Linked DNA regions of Mus musculus: regions 2, 3, 4, 5 and 6 are each linked to region 1. A link is a contact called in public HiCAR-type, HiChIP or PLAC-seq and promoter capture Hi-C data. All regions are on one chromosome and are shown on one strand. Each heading gives the region's core, a stretch centred on a gene start, on an enhancer-like site or on the middle of the called end of the contact. The rest is flanking DNA. Distances are from core to core; before and after follow the strand shown. Region 1 holds the start of Fsd1l (fibronectin type III and SPRY domain containing 1-like). Region 2 overlaps Abca1 (ATP-binding cassette, sub-family A (ABC1), member 1). Region 3 holds the start of Lexis1 (a long non-coding RNA gene). Region 4 has its middle 8.1 kb from the start of Mexis. Region 5 holds the start of Abca1 (ATP-binding cassette, sub-family A (ABC1), member 1). Region 6 has its middle 22 kb from the start of Lexis1.

Region 1 (2,700 bases), core at 9-2,508:
TTTGCTAATGCCCACTTAAATATCACATGATGCCTTTCCTCTAATAAGTCATGCAATGTTTTATCAGCCTAACAGAGAATCCTTTAAATTTATACACACTCAAAATACACATTCTTAGACATACTAGTAATCTCTTTAAAAGATACTATAGTATAGTTGTGGAAATAATAATTGGATATACCCAAATGAATGGGTCTCAAGGCAAGCTCAGAAAGATGAATCCAGGTAAGAATTGCAGTTTTTCTCTAACTCTTTCTGGCACTTTCTATGCAATAATAAAAAAAGAATGGCCTCTTAGAAATGCCCTTGTTTTCCCTGATGTATTATTAATAACACTTGTGTTTTTCTTTCCTATACCGCAATGTATTGCAATTACACTATAACATAACAAAGATAGCAAGGTGGCTTACTTTTTTAATACAGGAATTACTACTGAATATTAAAAATTCAGTTGCAATTGTATTCAGTGCACTATTTGCTTAATTAAAAAAGGCTATTGTGTAACTCTTTCCTTAAACTTGTTCTCAAAGTACTAAACATTCCGAAACAAGACTACTGGCCAGCCTCACCAACTGAAGGACGAGGGTGGGGCAGCGGCCCTGACAACTGCCTTTTTCCTCAATTAGGCAAACACTGAGATCTGCTTATAAATAAACCACTAGCAAGGCAGTGGGCAGATGTACAAAGGAGATTCAGTCCCCGGACCTACAGCGCAGAGACCATGCTGAAGACACGGTGGAAGAAAAGAGACACCAGCTTCCGCGCGGGCGGGGATCCCCCCACGCGAGGCCGAGCCTTGGTCCTCACTCCAACCGAGGAGGGACCCACCCTCGGAGCACGCCGCGGGCAGCGGGAAGAAAGGGGCCTAGCGCCCGCAGAGGGCGGCAGAGACCCGGGTGCGGCTCGCGGTTTCCTCCCCGCAGTGCCTTCCCGGAGCCAAGAGCAGGACAGAGGTCGTCCGGGGTCCCGGGCGCGGCCATCGCTCCCTGCGGGCTCTCAGGTCCCGTCGGGTCGGGTCGGGTCGGGTCGGGTGGGTCCCAGGCCCGGCCTCGTCCTCCGCGCCCAGCCCCGCGCGCCCCGCCCACCCTCTCGGCCCCGCGCTGCGCCCCCGCTTACTTTCTGCGAGTCCATGGCTAGGGACTAAGCCCTCCGGGCCGAACTTGTCACCGGAGCTGAGTGAGAAGCTGGAGGAGCCTTAGAGACCCGCTACCTCTGCCGCCGTCAGCCTTGTCCCGTCCCGCAGAGATCCCGCCCGTCCGCGCCCAACCCGCGCGCGCGCCGCTACCGAGCCGCGGTTGCCAGGGTGAAAGGGCGGCCCGCGGGAGGGTGGGGTGCGAGCGCGCCACGCATGCGCATGCGTGCGCCGACACCCGCACCGGCGGAGAGGATGGAGCGCTGCCTGGCCGCCTGCGTCTTCCTTCTGCAACTGCTTCTTTCTTTGCATCCTTTTTCCTGTGCCATCGCTGCGGGCCTTGCAATGAACCATTGGGCACCCAGCAGCCAGGTCGTGCGGAGAGCCTGGGAGCTAGCTCAGCCCGGGACGCATCCTTCACCTGCAGCGTCTCTCCACTTAGCCTTGGTAGGCCAGGCCCAGTGATCCAGCTGGAATAAACACGCTAGGATGGAGAGGCCGCGGAAACATGTGGAAGGGTCTTCAGGGAGCGTGGTGGAAACCTTAAAGGGCTCTGGGACAAGGGGTAGAAAGAAGTTACAGATACGTGGGTATGGGACCACATGGGCTTTGTTGCCTGGTCAACCTTGCCCTACTAGTATCTTGCTACCTTGTAAGCAAGTCTTTTTCCGTGACCTGTGTCATCAATGAAATAGAATGAATGCAGACCTCGCAGAGGACAGCTTAAATCCTGTGTTTGAACTCCCCAGAGCATGGAGTAAATGAGAGTGGGACAGCACATTAGAATCTGCTCAGGACGGGTGGAGCTGGCAGTGCAGACCAGAAAGCTTGGGGAGAAGACTTGGAAAGGTTCTCCAGAAAGGCAGGCTTCATCTCCATTTAGGTGACTCAAGAAAAATTCTTCTGGGTGTTCACATCCTAATGGAATAAAAGGGAAACGAGTATGAATGAGCCTTACGAACCGGTTCTGCCCTTCTACACAAATCCTCAGTGAAAAGGCCTGCTTCTCAAAGAGCTTACAATCTAAGGTGGGAAATGACAATACAAATCCATGAGGCTGTTAGAAGAAAAGTTTGTAAGAGAAATCAGGGAGGAGGAAGATAGATCAGTGGGCAGACATGAGTACCAGAGTCTGTATACCCAGAACCTGGTACCCACATAAAAGCCAAGTGACCACAGACACACACCAGCACACAGGTGCCCCCACTTGTGTGCCCACACATTGTAATACCCTCGACCAAAGCACACACATGAAAAAATTAACAAAGGAGGAAATTGCATGAGGTAAATGGAAGAAATAAAGTAAACAATTAAATTGCACAGAGTTAATAGACTCCGAAGAGGTGGGGTGCAATTTCCTGACATTACGCAGGAATGACCTGGGTAAGGGTTATATGAAAGGGGTTGAGGAAGAATATCTAGTTAGAAGGACAGTTAAGAATCAAGACCTTGGAGAGGCAGGAGCTGTTTTAGATGAATCATATTTACACTTCAATGTTTTATGTTTCTACTAGAGTCCAACGACACTGTGGTTTCTTAAGATCAAAACTTCTTTTACCACACCTGTA
Region 2 (2,700 bases), core at 75-2,574, 500 kb after region 1:
ACTGTTCTTTCAGTGGATGAACCTATTCTGACCACATGCTGCTTTGTGGTGCTAAGTGTGGGGCTACAGAGGTGTCCTGAACACAAGGCTTGCTTTACTGGGTCGGATATGTGATGAGGTAGAAGGCATGTGTCTCTAGCATAGCACTGTGAGAGGCAGCCTGGTGGGTACTGCACAGATTTAGACATTAAGATTGGGGTTCCAATGGCTCATAATTTTTCTGGTCCTCCAATCATCATTTATAAAAATAGTACTATTGCAGCCTTTGTGAGCGAACTGTTGGGAACAAGAGGCACACAAATCACTAAGTGTCTATAGATGTTCAGTATTCGCTATAACGGCTACCTGTCTGCAGGGTGTTAGTTTATCTTGTGTCTGTGGAACCTGTAGACATTTTTAGTCCATGCTGCGTAGGGAGATTTTATTTGTTTCCTACCGGAGATGCTTGTCTTTGTCAAATAGAATTTCATGTGACCTCTGGAATCAAGTACAGCTGGCTGCCGGTCTTGGCTCTGCTCTGACTAGTGCTGTGGCTGGCCGTTCCTTAAGCAGTAGACTTTTCAGTATAAAATGGGAAGAATAATGGTTCCATGCCCACAATGATGTTCTGAGGATTAATGGAAGTCAACTGTGTAAAATGAGCCCAGTACATATGGAGCTCTCCCTAAATGGTAGCTCCGATTTATCCTGTTAGTTGAAATAGTGGCTTCGGAGTGTCAAGATGAATGACTTCCTGTATATTCTCTGTTCAGTTTTATACTTTTCAGGCTTCATTATTCTGTAATTCATCACAGCCATGTCATTATAGAAAGCTTTATTTCTATGTTTGCTTAGCAATGTGTGCGAGTGGTTTTATAAAGATGCAGGCTTAGAATGTATTGGGTTCTGTGTCCTGTGTTCTTGGATAGTGAAAGCTGGGTTTCATAAATGTTGCTGTAATAACCAAGTAATCTATTATTGCCCATTAGATGTATGCTTATGTAACCATTTTTCCTTTGTTGTGTGATTGAGTTATTTGTTTACAACACTTTACAGTTATAGCACTTCAAATCATGTATACGGCTTTTGGGGATTGAGTTGTTTTCTTATTTAGTTTGCTCCTTCGGATGAATTCTCAGGAGGATGACAGTTGTTCAAAGGGGTAAATGTGCCTTTTGAATGCATATTGCCAAACTTCTTTCCCAGAGGGGTCAGCCGATTTTTGTTTCTGTCTTTCTGATTTTGAAAGCTTCAGTTCACTCTCTTACCCAATATATGCTTACCGTGTCATGCTTAGCCCTTAACCATGTTGCGGATTTGCTGAGAACACAGTAACAGAAGGGAGAGCCTCATATGTAAACACAGCTCTTGTGCCACAGGCTGATAAAGGCACAGCATACCTGGATCTCAGAGGAAGGGCTCCAGCCTTACTGGTAGAGAAGTTATTTTCAGTGTTCAGGAAATCCAGGCTGTGTTCTCTGGTAGAAAGTCATCCCCGACTCCTGCCCCTGAGCAGTTTACAGAGGTGTAAGGGACAATAAAAATTGTATGGTGTCATGGTTTGCAATCCGTGCCCATCACCCTCTCCCAAAGGAGTAGTAAATCTATTTTCTATGAAGGAAAAGAGAAGAGGCTGAGTGTTGTTTGCAAACGTAGAGGTTTTGTTCCTTCTTTGGGATTATTTACAGACATCTTTAGTAAGATTCGTCTTTTCTTCCCTGGTCCTTGCCATTTTCTCTTTTAATGTGCTCTTTGTATAAACTACTCTTTATAGTTTGTGGTAGTAGGGGTTCACGAACCGAAGGAAGTATAAAAACTTCATGTTTTTGTTCTGGAACATGCATAGCTACTATCTTGTTTCAGTTCCTCCCTGAAGATCCCAAAATGAGCTTGATGTAAAGTCATACCAAAGTTCTTAGAAAATTCAAAGTTCCTTATTTAAACTAGGAAAAACAAACATGGTTAAAAAAACAAACAAAAAACAAAACAAAACAAAACAAAAAGCCCAAATGCCCCTAATACTCTAAAGTACCAGTTACCCAGAGAGAGTTTACTTCTGATCTCGTCATAGAAGGGGGAATACCAAGAGACCATGACAGATCGCAATTAATAAGACTGTACTCTACAATGAAATGTGTCCCTGTTGAGATAGATGTTAATTAAGAGTGCTATGTGGGAGCCAGTGACTGAAGCAGATCATCTCGGGCTTGGGGGAGATGTGAGAGAGGAACTGTTTAGGTTTGTGGGAATGTGAGCACAGGAGGACTTCCTAGCTCAGGCAGAAAGAAGCATGGCTGAGTCTTGAAACCTGGGTAGAAGGGAGCCTTAAAGACACAGGTGTGGAATGGGATGTTACAGGATACCACCCACAATTCAATGCACTTCAAGTTTGGAGAGTGAAGGGAGTCAGAAGTGCCAGAAGTCAGTCAATTGCTGAATTGCTCTGTGGGTTTCTCAGTCCAGTAGTAGCTGGCTACCATGTTATCATTTAAAATTCACGATCTTGTGTTTTATTTTCTGTTCAGTGTCAGCTGTTACTGGAAGTGGCCTGGCCTCTCTTTATCTTCCTGATCCTGATCTCTGTACGCCTGAGCTACCCACCCTACGAACAACATGAGTGTGAGTATCTGTGGACCACGCCTGAGTCTCAGTGATGGCTAGCAAAATCCAGAGTGAAGATGCTCTCAACTGAATCTTTACAAAGTTGCTGTCTTCAGGAGA
Region 3 (2,700 bases), core at 112-2,611, 410 kb after region 1:
TGTGGGACTCTCAACAGGGTAATGATTCAAGTTCCAGGCAGCCATCTTCTTGCCAATGGCAACAGAGGCATCCAACAGCCTCCACGTCTCCCCTGGTCACCTCAGCAAGGCATGCAGACAGGGTTACTTTCGGGCAAGGGTAGCCCAATTGCAGCCTTTGTTTTAATCAGCCTGAGCAGCAACTCAGTGGAGGGCCCATGAGGCGGTGACATTCCAACTCCCTGAGACACTCAAGGGAGCAGATTCTTGGAAAGAGATGGGAGTGGGAGGAGGCTGGCCCACTTCTATTTCCTTTCCTCTGTCTCCAAGGCTCCTTCAGGAAGGGAGGACACCTGCTGCTCTCTCCAGCTCTTTGCAATTCTGAGGAATAGCCCAGAATTAAGGGATAGACAGAAGTAATAAGAGTGGGATCAGGTCCCTGCCCTCCCCTCCTGTCTGATATGCTTCTAGCTACATAGGCAACTGTAATGGGAAGGATGCTAATGGCTTCCACCAAGCCCAAAGATGGGGAGACTCCCAGATGTCTATAACTGCTCTGACCTTACAAGAAAAGCCACTGTTCGTATACTCTCCCGGCTCCCTCTCCTCTTTTTCTCTCTCATTGCTCTCTGAGCAGAAGGTGAGATGCCAGTCTGTGGGCCAGCCAGTCCTTTGATCTTGGCTTATCAGTGGGAAATTTACTGGTATTGTGGCACAGCAGTTTGAGCAGACTGTGCCAGACTCAGTACAGGATTTCCAGGGGAAGCAAGGCATTCTCCGCCTTCGGTGCTTACCACCTGTTTTCAGCGATGGACACATTCCAGACTGGGTGCCAGTTAGGGCTGCTGAATGGATATAAAAGCCCTCGTGTTGGGGAACGTCACAAACAAGCAGTCACTTCAGCCTGCCAGACACAGTGACAGCTTCTCTTTGAGACGCCTGGGGTTGAAAAAAACTCTAGCTGTTCTTTTATGAGCTCACTCCAATAAACAGCAAATTTATCAAGTGTGAGCAGTATTTCTGCCCTCAATGAACGAAGAACCCAAAGGGTAGCAGGTACCTTCATCAGAAAGGATAGAGTAACTTCTTATCGGAGGTCTTGCCAAAACGCACTCTATTTACCTGTTATTTACTCTGGAGCAGGTTTCTGGAACTCCCTGGGTCTCAGTTTCCTTTCTCATTACTTCAACAGATCTCTAAATTTAAAAAACGCAAGTGACGCTTTCCACATCATAGTAGCCATATTAAATAGTATGCCATAACTGTTTTTCTCCACCCCTTGCACAATTCCAGGTCCTCATTTGTTTACAGAGTGCCAGTTGCCAAGTTCTCCAAATCTCCTCCATTCGGGCATCCTTACATTACTTTAGCTCAGGCATCATCCACAGAAGTAAGTGCTTGCTTAAAGAAACTTGCTGCGTCTGGAAGGGCACAGGACAGGTCCTGCAGCAGGCCTGCCTGGGCCTTGGCCCAGCGGTGCCTGCTAGTTACCTTTCACCTACTTCTGCAGCGGCAGCCTAGCGGGGTAACTCCAGGTCAGACTTGGATCTCTGCGCGCCTGCGCAGAGCTGGCTGCCGGCTGCAGCTAAGCATCCCTAACGTTGTTTCTTTTTTCTTTCTTTTTTGGTGGTGGTTTCTGCTACTCTCGGAAATAAAGGCTGTGGGCCTTGCGGACGTGCTTTGATTTCTGTGTGGGCACGGTCCCAGGCCGGAGAGGGTAACCTGGACCTCTTCCCAAAGTTGTCACCTACCGCTAACACCCCCAGGCGCCCCATCCTTCCCTTCCCCCATTTCTGGACTTTCCGCTCCCCTCTCTCCCACAGCTTGGGGCTGCCCATCTCCTCGCCCCCAACCCCGCCCTGATCACTGCCCCTGGAAAAGAGCAAGGCTGACTCCGGAGCTAGAGAGGAGCACATTCGAGCGAGAAGCTACGTGGGTGCAAACAACACTCCAGTTTCTGCCCGGGAGGAGCCGGATCTAACAACTAGGTTGCAACCAGAGGAATCGCGCTAGTTGAAGGCGTCTAGGCTGCCGTGCGCCTCGGGGTTACTGCCGGGCATCGCGCGGGCGGGGCGGGCGCTAGGAGGGGCATGTCCTCGGCCTCAGGAACCATCATAATGGAAACACTCATAGGCATCTGGAGAGGTCTGAGGCTCTCATCCACACCAGCCTCGACGATAGGAGTCTGTGGTGGTCCTTCTGTTCTAGAAAGTGCCCTCTTTCCTGGCATCCCAAAAATCTGGGAGGGTCAAGGAGAAACTGATTTTCAAAAATACCCTTTCCTGCAGGAGTTCAAGCCCCTACCTACCGACCGACCTGTGGTCTCTGAAGTTGGACAATGCTCCCCAACAGGTGCAAACAGAATACCTGTTTGACCGGGCTTTGTCTCTAGGTAAGGTGAAAGGACTATGCTGCGCCCTTACATCTCTGGGTTAAGCATCGTTAACAGTAGAACTTGGTAGTTCATCTGATGGTCCCTGGGCTTTTTAGCATTGGAGGTGAGCAACTCTACAATTTTCAGCCCGTTGTGTCATGTTGCCCCTCTGTCCCACAAGACCTCCAGGGAACAGTGCTAAGCTGAATTAATTACCTTCAAAGTGAGGCCTGTGTTGTGTGAGTGGACATTTTGAGGTCTGCTAGGTTTTTTTGAAAGATGACAACTTTTCGGGACATTACATTGAGGCAAAGTATGTAGTTCATTCCCCCCAAAGAAAGGACAGA
Region 4 (2,803 bases), core at 227-2,726, 350 kb after region 1:
CCAGATTTAAGTTAGAGTTGAAGTTGAATAGGGAGGTACCCTGAATGCCACTGTCTCCGAACCCCAAAGTCACTGTGTAACCATTTGACTGAGCTGCAACACACTTAGGAAGAGAATATCTCGACTGTTCTCAATGCTGGCTCAATGATGAACTTCACACGTTATTTAAGCCTCTACCACAGAGCTACATTACCAGCCTCCAGGCCTTCTGTGACCATGTGGATGGAGGGTTTGGACTGATTGTTTGTTACAAGGAGATTCAACTTGCCTTTCAAATTTCCTGGCCAGAATGTCTGCCATTAGAAGCCCCAGAGATAAGTCCGTCTGATAGCCACAGGCTGGAACACCTAAGGGGTGGAAACCTGCACTCCAGAGGGCTGAGGTGAGAGCATGTCTGGCAGGCTTGAACAATTAAGTTGAGGCAGACATGGCTGGAGCCAAGCTGGCTTGTCTGGGGAAAGTGGGGGGTGAAGTCAGAGCAACGAGGGGGAGGAATGGAAGATGTGAGGGTCTTGGTAATGATGTTGGCTTGTCTTTGTGCACAATGAGAAGCCATTGGCACGTTTTAGACACCAAAGTAAGCTGATCTAATGTTGTTTTGTTTTGTTTTTTTAACATGATTTCTTGTATTAAAAATAGACTCTAGAAGTTACTGGCTTTGACAGATTGAAAGAATGAATGAATTCATTCTCACACTAAGTGTAACTCTTTACACTAACGGATTTTCTAGGTGTGACCTTGCTATAGTGTATTCATTCATTCATTCATTCATTCGTTCAGTATTCATTCAACAATGAGGCTGAATACTGGGTATAACGTGAGCCACTGGGCTTGTTCCTGGATTAGATATGAATTGTTAGAGAAAGAGGCTCAGTACATTTTATGGACAGAAAACTTGGAAAGCTTGAGTAGCTTATTAACTGAGACAGGAGCCACTATAGCAGGGCCACTAGAAAATCTGTTAGTATAAGTAAAGAGTTACACTTAGTGTGAGAGGTATTTATTCATTCATTCATTCTTTCAATCTGTCAAATACTAAACGAGCACAGTAAACCAGGTTCCATGCTTGGCACTGGGAATTAAATGCAGGAGGAAAATATAGCACTCATGGTTTGGTAAATCGAGGCCTTACAGGTCAGTACGGTGAAGGTTATGGTGACTAGAGAAGGGCTGCTTCTGAGGCCGAAGTGAAGAAGGAAGAAGAAAAGAAGGAGAGGAGGGAAGGGGACACACAGAAGAGGAGAGAGAGCTCCTCCTAGAAGCCTCTCTAAGGGGTTCACTGTTAGTCTCATTGAGGTCTTTCCATACCGTTGTGAGAGCTCGTGATATCCGGCATTTTGAAGAAGTGCATCCTGATCTCCTAATATGAAGAGAAAGCCAGGCTTATGTCAAAACCGCAGTACAGATCCCTGTGATATGAACTCAGCGAAGCTGTCAGAATCCTTTTTTGTCCCTTCACCTAAATTCAAGCTGTGGGCTGTCCCAGTCTACTTGGCAGGAAATCAAAGGGGTGACTGTGAGGTGGCTCTGTCGCTTTCTGTACTGAAGGTTTTGCTCTGCTGATTACCTTTCCCCAGGGGCATAGATAGGGCAGAAAAGGGGAACCACAGTCGCTGTGGCTTTGAAGCCAGAGTCCCCACCATTCGCAGACACAGTTACAAAAATACAGCTTGGGTTAGTGCTTAAGTCTTCTTGGGAGACGGGCAGAGAGAGGCATGTGGCAATGCCGTGAATAATTTCTTCTTCCACTCCAAGGGAGGATTATCTCCCTTTTATGGGTGAGAGATTTAATAGCACATCCCAGCTCAGTTAAGTAGCAGAGCCAATCTCTGCAGCCTTGGCAAGAGAACCTAAAGTGAAATGGAGAAAGAGGTAGGTTTGTGGCAGCTCAGAGGCTGCTTAGAGGCACAGAGGTCCCAGAGGAGTAGAAGGTGCGTGGAGAACAAAACTGATGGGCTCTGTCACATAAACAACAGGCTCACCAGAGTTCATCTCTTTCTGAGAAGAGTTCCGGTCAAGAAAACAAACCCTGTCTGGCAGAGGGATGCCCAGATTCCTGACTCTGCTGAGATGCCTCCTGCATGATTTTGTCTAGTTTTCAATCTGTCATCTTGTAAAATAATAATGTTAAAAGTATGACACTAGCTGCTTCCTTATCATAAAAGCAACCCATGACTTTATGAAAAATCACAAACCAAACATTTGTAAGAATTACAAATTTATACATGATCTGAAGATTTTGAATTCCATAATGAACTTACTTCCAGAGTTTTAGAATTTATCTGCTGCTAACACAGCATGCTGCCTTATTCCCCTTTTTCATGTACAGTCCAAGTTTTAGAAAATAGAGGAAGGTATTGGGCAAAATACCTTCTAGAAAGTAAATCATGTGAATTTTCCCTTCCTTCCTTCCTTCCTTCCTTCCTTCCTTCCTTCCTTCCTTCCTTCCTTCCTTCCGTCCTTCTCTCTTCCCTTCCTTCTTTTCTTCCTTCTCTCCCAGCCTCTTTTCTTCCTACCTGTTTGGCTCCCTCCTTCCTTCTTTACCCTCTCCCTCCCCCATCTTTTCTCTCTCTCTCTCTTTCTCTCTCTCTCTCTCTCTCTCTCTCTCTCTCTCTCTCTTTCTTTCTTTTTCTTTTTTTCTTACTTTCCACAGCATGCCATGTAGCTCAAGCTTACCTTAAATTCAACATTTAGCTAAGGATAACTTTGAACTTCTTTCAAATTCTCCTGACCTCACCTCCTGAGTGCTGGAATGTGAGATGTCAAGCCTGTTTGGTTTCCTCTTTACTCTTTTGTTTTATAT
Region 5 (2,700 bases), core at 163-2,662, 470 kb after region 1:
AAAATCATGCAAAGAACGATCCTTTCCCCTTAGGCGTTTTCCTTTGTACACAGATGGTCACACATATTATTTTAAATTCTTTGCCAGTGCTGGACTTTTAAAAGTCTGGCATAGGAAATGGTTTATAGGGTATGGATGTCACTAGAGATTGGCACTGATGTTCAGTCAGTAGGATTCTGGTGTTGGCACTCTTCTTCCGAGGACTTCAAAAGTTCCAACGAAATTCATTTTCAGAAAACTCTGAGGCAGAGAGAACGTTCTCTCTTGAGAGACAGGAAGCAAGGGCCAAGGATGTAGCTCTCAGCTGGCTGAATGCTTGCCTGCTATGCAAGAGGCTGGGTTCCATCTCTCCGCACTGTACAAATGTGGGTGTGGTACTCTGTTCCTGTAATTTTAGGCCTTGGGAGGCAAGAGGATTAGGAATTCAAGGTTATTGAGTTTATGAGCAGACTACATGAGACTCTGTCTCAATTAAAACAAATAAAATAGAGGCAGAAAAACTTTATCTAACTTTGGTCGTTTGACATCATCAAAACCCACTCTTGTGACCACAGCTGCCCCTTGTGGCTTATAGGTACCTATTACTAGTGGAGTGTGTGTGTGTGTGTGTGTGTGTGTGTGTAGAAGGTGCAGACTAGGTCCCTGGAAGGTGTGTGTGTGTGTGTGTGTGTGTGTGTGTGTGTGTGTGTGTGTGTGTAGAAGGTGCAGACTAGGTCCCTGGAAGGTAGAGATCTTCTCTTCAAAATCAATGTAAAGGTTTGAGGCAGACACCAAAATAGGCTGATATTCACTGTCCATTCCACATCCCTTCCCCCAATCTAGGACTTTTAAAGGAAGAAAAGGAAGAGACCGAAAATGGTTGGCATCTGGGGGTGGGGTGGGGTGGGGAGTTTTCCTTCCCAAGTTGGGGGCTGAGCAAACTAACAAAAGGAGAGGGGGGAGAGTGGGAGTAAGGGAGAGCGGGAGGGAGAGAGGAAGAGGGCATACACACACAAACAAAACAAACAAAACTCAAAAAGCAACACCCACAAAACCCCAAACAATTGCAGAAAGAGGAGTTTAGAGAACGAGCTTTTCCCCTTTCCTCCTCTGCCGGGAATGTGGAGTCCCTGGCTCAGCGCAAGTCCGGAGTTTCCCGTTTCCCGAAGGCTAGCAGGTCAGGGCCAGGGCTACAGAAAGCGGGCCCCACAAAGCTCTCACCATGCGCCCCCAGTGCCCGCTGCGGCGGCGCACTGTCGCCGGTTTAAGGGGCGGGCCATGTCTCCACGTGCTTTCTGCTGAGTGACTGAACTACATAAACAGAGGCCGGGAAGGGGGCGGGGGAAAGAGGGAGAGAACAGCGTTTGACCGGTAGTAACCCCGGCGCTCGGCACAGCCGAATCTATAAAAGGAACTAGTCGCGGCAAAAACCAGTAATTCCGAGGGCGAGCGAGCGGGCCGGGACCGGCAGAGCCCACTTCTCTCCGCGGCGCAGCGCAAAGCTGGGCAGGGGGCGCCGCGGGACCCGCGCAACCACAGCCGGCTTGGGGAGCTGCTCTGCTCCCTGTTTCCCCCCACTTTTTTCTTCCCCTTTCTGGAAGGGTTTGTGCAGGGGTAGGGAAAACAGACTCAAACAGCAAAGTGGAAAACAGGTAAGAGGTTCTTCAGTGACTTGGGCATTTTGTTTCGGGGCCAAGGAAGCGTTGGGAAGCTCTCCGTTTTGGGGACACTGGGGGGACTCGAACTCCCATGTACCTTACTTCTGGGGATGCAAATAGTACAGGGGAGGCATAAACAGGGAAAGAATGTTCTGGGACGGGCCCTGTCGACCCTGGGACTCAGAACTGCCGCACTCGGGTCTCCCGGAATCGGAGACCAGCGAGAGCATCTCCGGCGTCGGAGACTCGCCTCTTGGGCGCAGTGTGAGCCAAGGTTCCCGGACGTCCTCGGGGTACAGCCAGTGGGGTAGGGAGAAGGGAATCCTCTACAAAGGGTCTCCTTTTGTCTGGCGCGGGGTAGGCCGTCGCCCACAAGTGTCACATCTGAGTCCTCACTCCATTATTTAACTGGTTTGTGTTGGCCTCTGACTTGGAGGTTCTCTTCCCGGGACTGGGACTGCATGTCCTTGTTTCCAAAGAACTCTAGTAGGAAGTGTCCTAAACGGGGTCTTTTATGTTACTGCTGCTTGAGTTCTCTGGGCTTTGTTCGACTCCGGGGTCCTGCCCACAGGCTTCCTGCGCTCTGGAGGGCTGCAGTCCCTGGCGCAAAGTGGGAGACCACTTTTGTTCCTTCTAAAGACAGAAAACTTAAGAGAGTCTGCAGAAACCCGAAACTGGGGTGCCCAATCCACCCTCATCTTACTGCTTTTTGCTAGTCTTCCCTTGGGGAGACTTCGGGCTGAGCACCGATTGGGAAGCTGGGGCTAGGTTGTGCAGCCGAATGACCGCAAGTAACCCCATCGGGCAGCACAGAACTCGCAGCTCGGGTGCTGGGCCGGGCTCCGCCGCCAGGGGGTGGGGGCTGGGCGGCCTGCGGGTGGCCCCTGGAGACTGGCCCGCAGCGCCTCCTGGCCGGGTAGCCTAGGTATGGCCTGGTGCGGAGTGAGAGTCTCTAGTCCTTTTGCTTCACTGTGAATCTGGTCAAAACTGGTGTTTCCAAACTGGGAGGAAACCCGAGGCCAAGAAAGCCAGTCTATGTTTTCATGTTGTTGTTTTTTTCTTT
Region 6 (2,700 bases), core at 91-2,590, 440 kb after region 1:
CCCCTCATAACAAATACTGCTTTTCTGCACACCCTCTTCTACGCAGCTCTGTATGCCTTGCCCCTCGATTTTGTATGATCTACACCTCTGTTTTCATCTCTCCTTCTCCTGACCCACACTGGTGCAACCTGAAGAGCAGATAGAGGATTCCTGCACTTTGTTTTTTGTTGTTGTTTGAGACGGATTCTCACTAGGAGGCCCTGGCTGGCCTGGAACTCATGATAATAGAGCAGGCTAACTTAGAACTCATAGAGATCTATTATTTGCCTGCCTTCCCAGTGCTGAGGTTAGAGACATGGGCAACAAGGCCAGGGGATTTCATCACTTATATGCCTATTTGACATTTGTGTTAGCATTGCTGATGCAAGGAATAACAGCACTACATTTGCAGAATGGGAGATTGCAAATACACAGACAGTGTGGCTCACTCTTCTCTCTGAGAAATGAAGGGCACTTTAGAGCATAACCTGGTCACTCCCTTAGCTAAAATCTAATGCTTCTCTTTCCAGAGTCCAGCACAACGTGTTTGCTCAGTCTTAAGCATGTCTCCAAGCAACATCCTCTGTATTTGCTGGAAGGAGATTCACTCACTGAAAGGCAATTGCTCACTACTTTAAGAGCGGCTGTGGTCTGGACTGGCTATTCAGAAAGGCAGTCAACATCAGGTGCAGCCTTGGTCCCCTTTAGCTCTGTCTACTTTGATATGATGGAAAAGCAGATTTGTAACTCCTACAACTTTCAGTTTGGCGGTTCTGCCACTGACTACAGTCATAGATTCTCACCCGCTCTTTTGCATAACAATTGCCACCTCAAAGAACACAGGAAAGCTATGAGAGGCCCTTTAAGAATTAAAGACATCTAATCTATGCATTTACTTATCTATCATGTATGCGCATCGCTTGCGTTCCTTCCAAACACTTTCTAAGCTTCAGGTATCCAAGCTTCTATCTGGCTGGCTCCAGCTTTGCAAGACGAGGAAGAGCAGCAGTAGCAACGCCTGTACAGCCCGTGCCTTTTGCTGCCTGGAATGACCTGAAGCTGGCAAGGAGAGACAGTTTGAATTCCAGGCAGGCTAAAAGGCCTTGGCTGAAGAGCTGAGGATTTCACAACGCCGCAGGGAAAGCCTTTCCATAAAGAGATGAAGGGATATGGAAAAAACTGCAATTCTGCAAATTGGGAACAACTAGAAGGTGGAAGTGTCCTAGAAGTCCAGATGGGGTCCTAACGTGACCGTCTGCCTTCCTCGGTTTCCGTCACAACCTGCAAACCACACTATCACAAACTGTTACTATATACAGGGCCTAAGTCCCCTTCATCCCAGCTCTAGGGGAGTCAGAGGCTGTGTTGTCTACCTTCACGCGCATGCGCGCCTTCCAGATACTTTCTAAGCAGCAGCAGCAGCAGCGCCCAGATCCGGTGATTAAAGAAAATTCCTCTCATCTTATACCTTGAAATGATCAATGCGTAATCTGAAGCGGTCTCAGAGTCTGTGGTCTGTTAAGAGTCAATGAAATGGAAGGAGAGGACGAGTCAAGACTTGCTAGGGTCTGGAACTACAACTTCCAGCAGACACCGCGCTTTGTGTTTGGCTTTCTGGTGGGCGTGTCCAAGGCCTAGGACGCTTAAAGCGGCGAGACCTCTTGGGGCCAGATCTCTGCAGAGCTAGCCAGCTGGAGTGTTCCAGCCACAGGAGGCCTGCGAGCAGAATCCTTTTAGATCTGCTGTTGTCAATGAACTAGCAGTCAGTTCATTAGAAAGGACACCGGTTAAGCATTCCAAGCCTGTTTTGAAGTTCATCAGCTCTTTCTCTAGCTCTAGCTCCACAAATCCTAAGTTGTCCATTCAACAAATAAAAAACTTAGAAAATACCATCTGTAAAACCTGTTGTGTCAACACAATTGTTTTTCTGTTACTGGTATCCATAGGCAGTACTTAGTGTCCCACTTATTAAGACTCAGCGTGACCCACAAGGAATTCTTTAAAGAGAACCAGTGGATAAAGTAAAAACTTGATTTAAAATTTTGCTTTCGTTTTCTACTTCTTCTAATGGAGTGTCTTTAAAACATAGCATGCCTTCAAAGTGCATATTTTTAAAAAATGATTTACATTGTGACATACTCTTCAAATAGAACGCTTTCAAATACTGCTTTGCTTTTTCTTACAGGAAGACAACAACAAAAATGTTCTCTGGTAGCATAGTCTAGAACATCGGTTCTCAACCTGGGGGTCACAACCCTGCCCCCACACCTACCCCCACCCACACCCCAGACCTTTTCATAGAGGTCTCATATCAGGTATCCTGCATATTTACAATACTATGCATAGCACCAGCAACATTACAGTTATGAAGTAGTAACGAAATAATTTTATGATTGAGGGTCACCACTACATGAACAACTAGATTAAAGGGTCACAACATCAGGAAGGTTGGAAACCACTGTTCTAGAAGGTGCCATTGGTTCTAACAAAGCAATGACAGTGGTTTCCTTGAGCTGGGTAGTTACTCTGATCAGATTCTTCTTGGCATCTTATTGGTTCAAGGCACTGAAAGTGAAGACGTCCCCAACTCTCTTCCCACCCCAGCTCCTAACTAACCCTGAGTTCTTATTGGCACTAATAAACAACCTCTCCCTGCTGCCAACTCTCCCTTTTTTAAATTTTGCAAACAAATAGAATGTAAGGACCTCTAAGGGAACCAAT

The links. Promoter capture Hi-C pulls out the DNA fragments that hold promoters and counts their contacts. HiCAR-type assays count read pairs that join an accessible place to other places. HiChIP or PLAC-seq counts read pairs in DNA pulled down with a chosen protein or histone mark.
Region 2: a promoter capture Hi-C map of liver shows a contact between it and region 1, with 2.2 times the contacts expected there. The contact joins the enhancer-like site here to the promoter of Fsd1l in region 1. A contact is called at or near these places in 16 of 39 promoter capture datasets (the 3T3-L1 cell line, 3T3-L1-derived adipocytes, the C10 cell line and 10 more), 6 of 115 datasets of contacts at active chromatin or transcription factors (SST interneurons, embryonic forebrain, embryonic hindbrain and 3 more) and 1 of 9 other capture datasets (embryonic stem cells).
Region 3: a contact with region 1 is called in a HiCAR-type map of astrocytes, with 2.3 times the contacts expected there. The contact joins the promoter of Lexis1 here to the promoter of Fsd1l in region 1. A contact is called at or near these places in 11 of 39 promoter capture datasets (the C10 cell line, cranial neural crest, embryonic stem cells and 7 more), 2 of 115 datasets of contacts at active chromatin or transcription factors (astrocytes and pancreatic cancer cells) and 1 of 9 other capture datasets (pancreatic islet).
Region 4: a promoter capture Hi-C map of liver shows a contact between it and region 1, with 3 times the contacts expected there. The contact joins the enhancer-like site here to the promoter of Fsd1l in region 1. A contact is called at or near these places in 14 of 39 promoter capture datasets (the 3T3-L1 cell line, the C10 cell line, cranial neural crest and 9 more).
Region 5: an H3K4me3 HiChIP or PLAC-seq map of embryonic stem cells shows a contact between it and region 1, with 4 times the contacts expected there. The contact joins the promoter of Abca1 here to the promoter of Fsd1l in region 1. A contact is called at or near these places in 9 of 39 promoter capture datasets (the C10 cell line, the HPC-7 cell line, cranial neural crest and 3 more), 3 of 484 Hi-C or Micro-C datasets (the N1E-115 cell line and embryonic stem cells), 3 of 115 datasets of contacts at active chromatin or transcription factors (astrocytes, embryonic stem cells and stem cell-derived neural progenitor cells) and 4 of 9 other capture datasets (adipose tissue, embryonic stem cells, liver and 1 more).
Region 6: a promoter capture Hi-C map of liver shows a contact between it and region 1, with 2.3 times the contacts expected there. The contact joins the enhancer-like site here to the promoter of Fsd1l in region 1. A contact is called at or near these places in 15 of 39 promoter capture datasets (the 3T3-L1 cell line, the C10 cell line, cranial neural crest and 10 more), 5 of 115 datasets of contacts at active chromatin or transcription factors (astrocytes, embryonic forebrain, forebrain and 2 more) and 1 of 9 other capture datasets (embryonic stem cells).

The regions. Positions count from the first base shown.
Region 1 is chr4:53,630,029-53,632,728 of GRCm38.p6, reverse strand. It overlaps Fsd1l (fibronectin type III and SPRY domain containing 1-like), which reads right to left and starts at 1,258. Exons shown (of 13, transcript NM_001195284.1): 1 at 1,117-1,258. The coding sequence starts at 1,131.
Region 2 is chr4:53,132,820-53,135,519 of GRCm38.p6, reverse strand. It overlaps Abca1 (ATP-binding cassette, sub-family A (ABC1), member 1), which reads left to right. Exons shown (of 50, transcript NM_013454.3): 3 at 2,505-2,598. Among named protein-coding and RNA genes, the nearest start is that of Abca1, 26 kb to the left of the region's middle. Within about 2 kb of position 1,324, at least 14 of the 459 cell types and tissues checked have an H3K27ac peak or open chromatin away from gene starts, as enhancers often do. A contact at or near this core is called in liver, where this site is marked.
Region 3 is chr4:53,217,022-53,219,721 of GRCm38.p6, reverse strand. It overlaps Lexis1 (a long non-coding RNA gene), which reads left to right and starts at 1,361. Exons shown (of 8, transcript XR_390567.4): 1 at 1,361-2,371.
Region 4 is chr4:53,276,969-53,279,771 of GRCm38.p6, reverse strand. No RefSeq gene overlaps it. Among named protein-coding and RNA genes, the nearest start is that of Mexis, 8.1 kb to the right of the region's middle. Within about 2 kb of position 1,476, at least 85 of the 459 cell types and tissues checked have an H3K27ac peak or open chromatin away from gene starts, as enhancers often do. A contact at or near this core is called in liver and pre-B cells, where this site is marked.
Region 5 is chr4:53,158,607-53,161,306 of GRCm38.p6, reverse strand. It overlaps Abca1 (ATP-binding cassette, sub-family A (ABC1), member 1), which reads left to right and starts at 1,412. Exons shown (of 50, transcript NM_013454.3): 1 at 1,412-1,631.
Region 6 is chr4:53,195,066-53,197,765 of GRCm38.p6, reverse strand. No RefSeq gene overlaps it. Among named protein-coding and RNA genes, the nearest start is that of Lexis1, 22 kb to the left of the region's middle. Within about 2 kb of position 1,340, at least 288 of the 459 cell types and tissues checked have an H3K27ac peak or open chromatin away from gene starts, as enhancers often do. A contact at or near this core is called in astrocytes, embryonic stem cells, forebrain and 3 more, where this site is marked.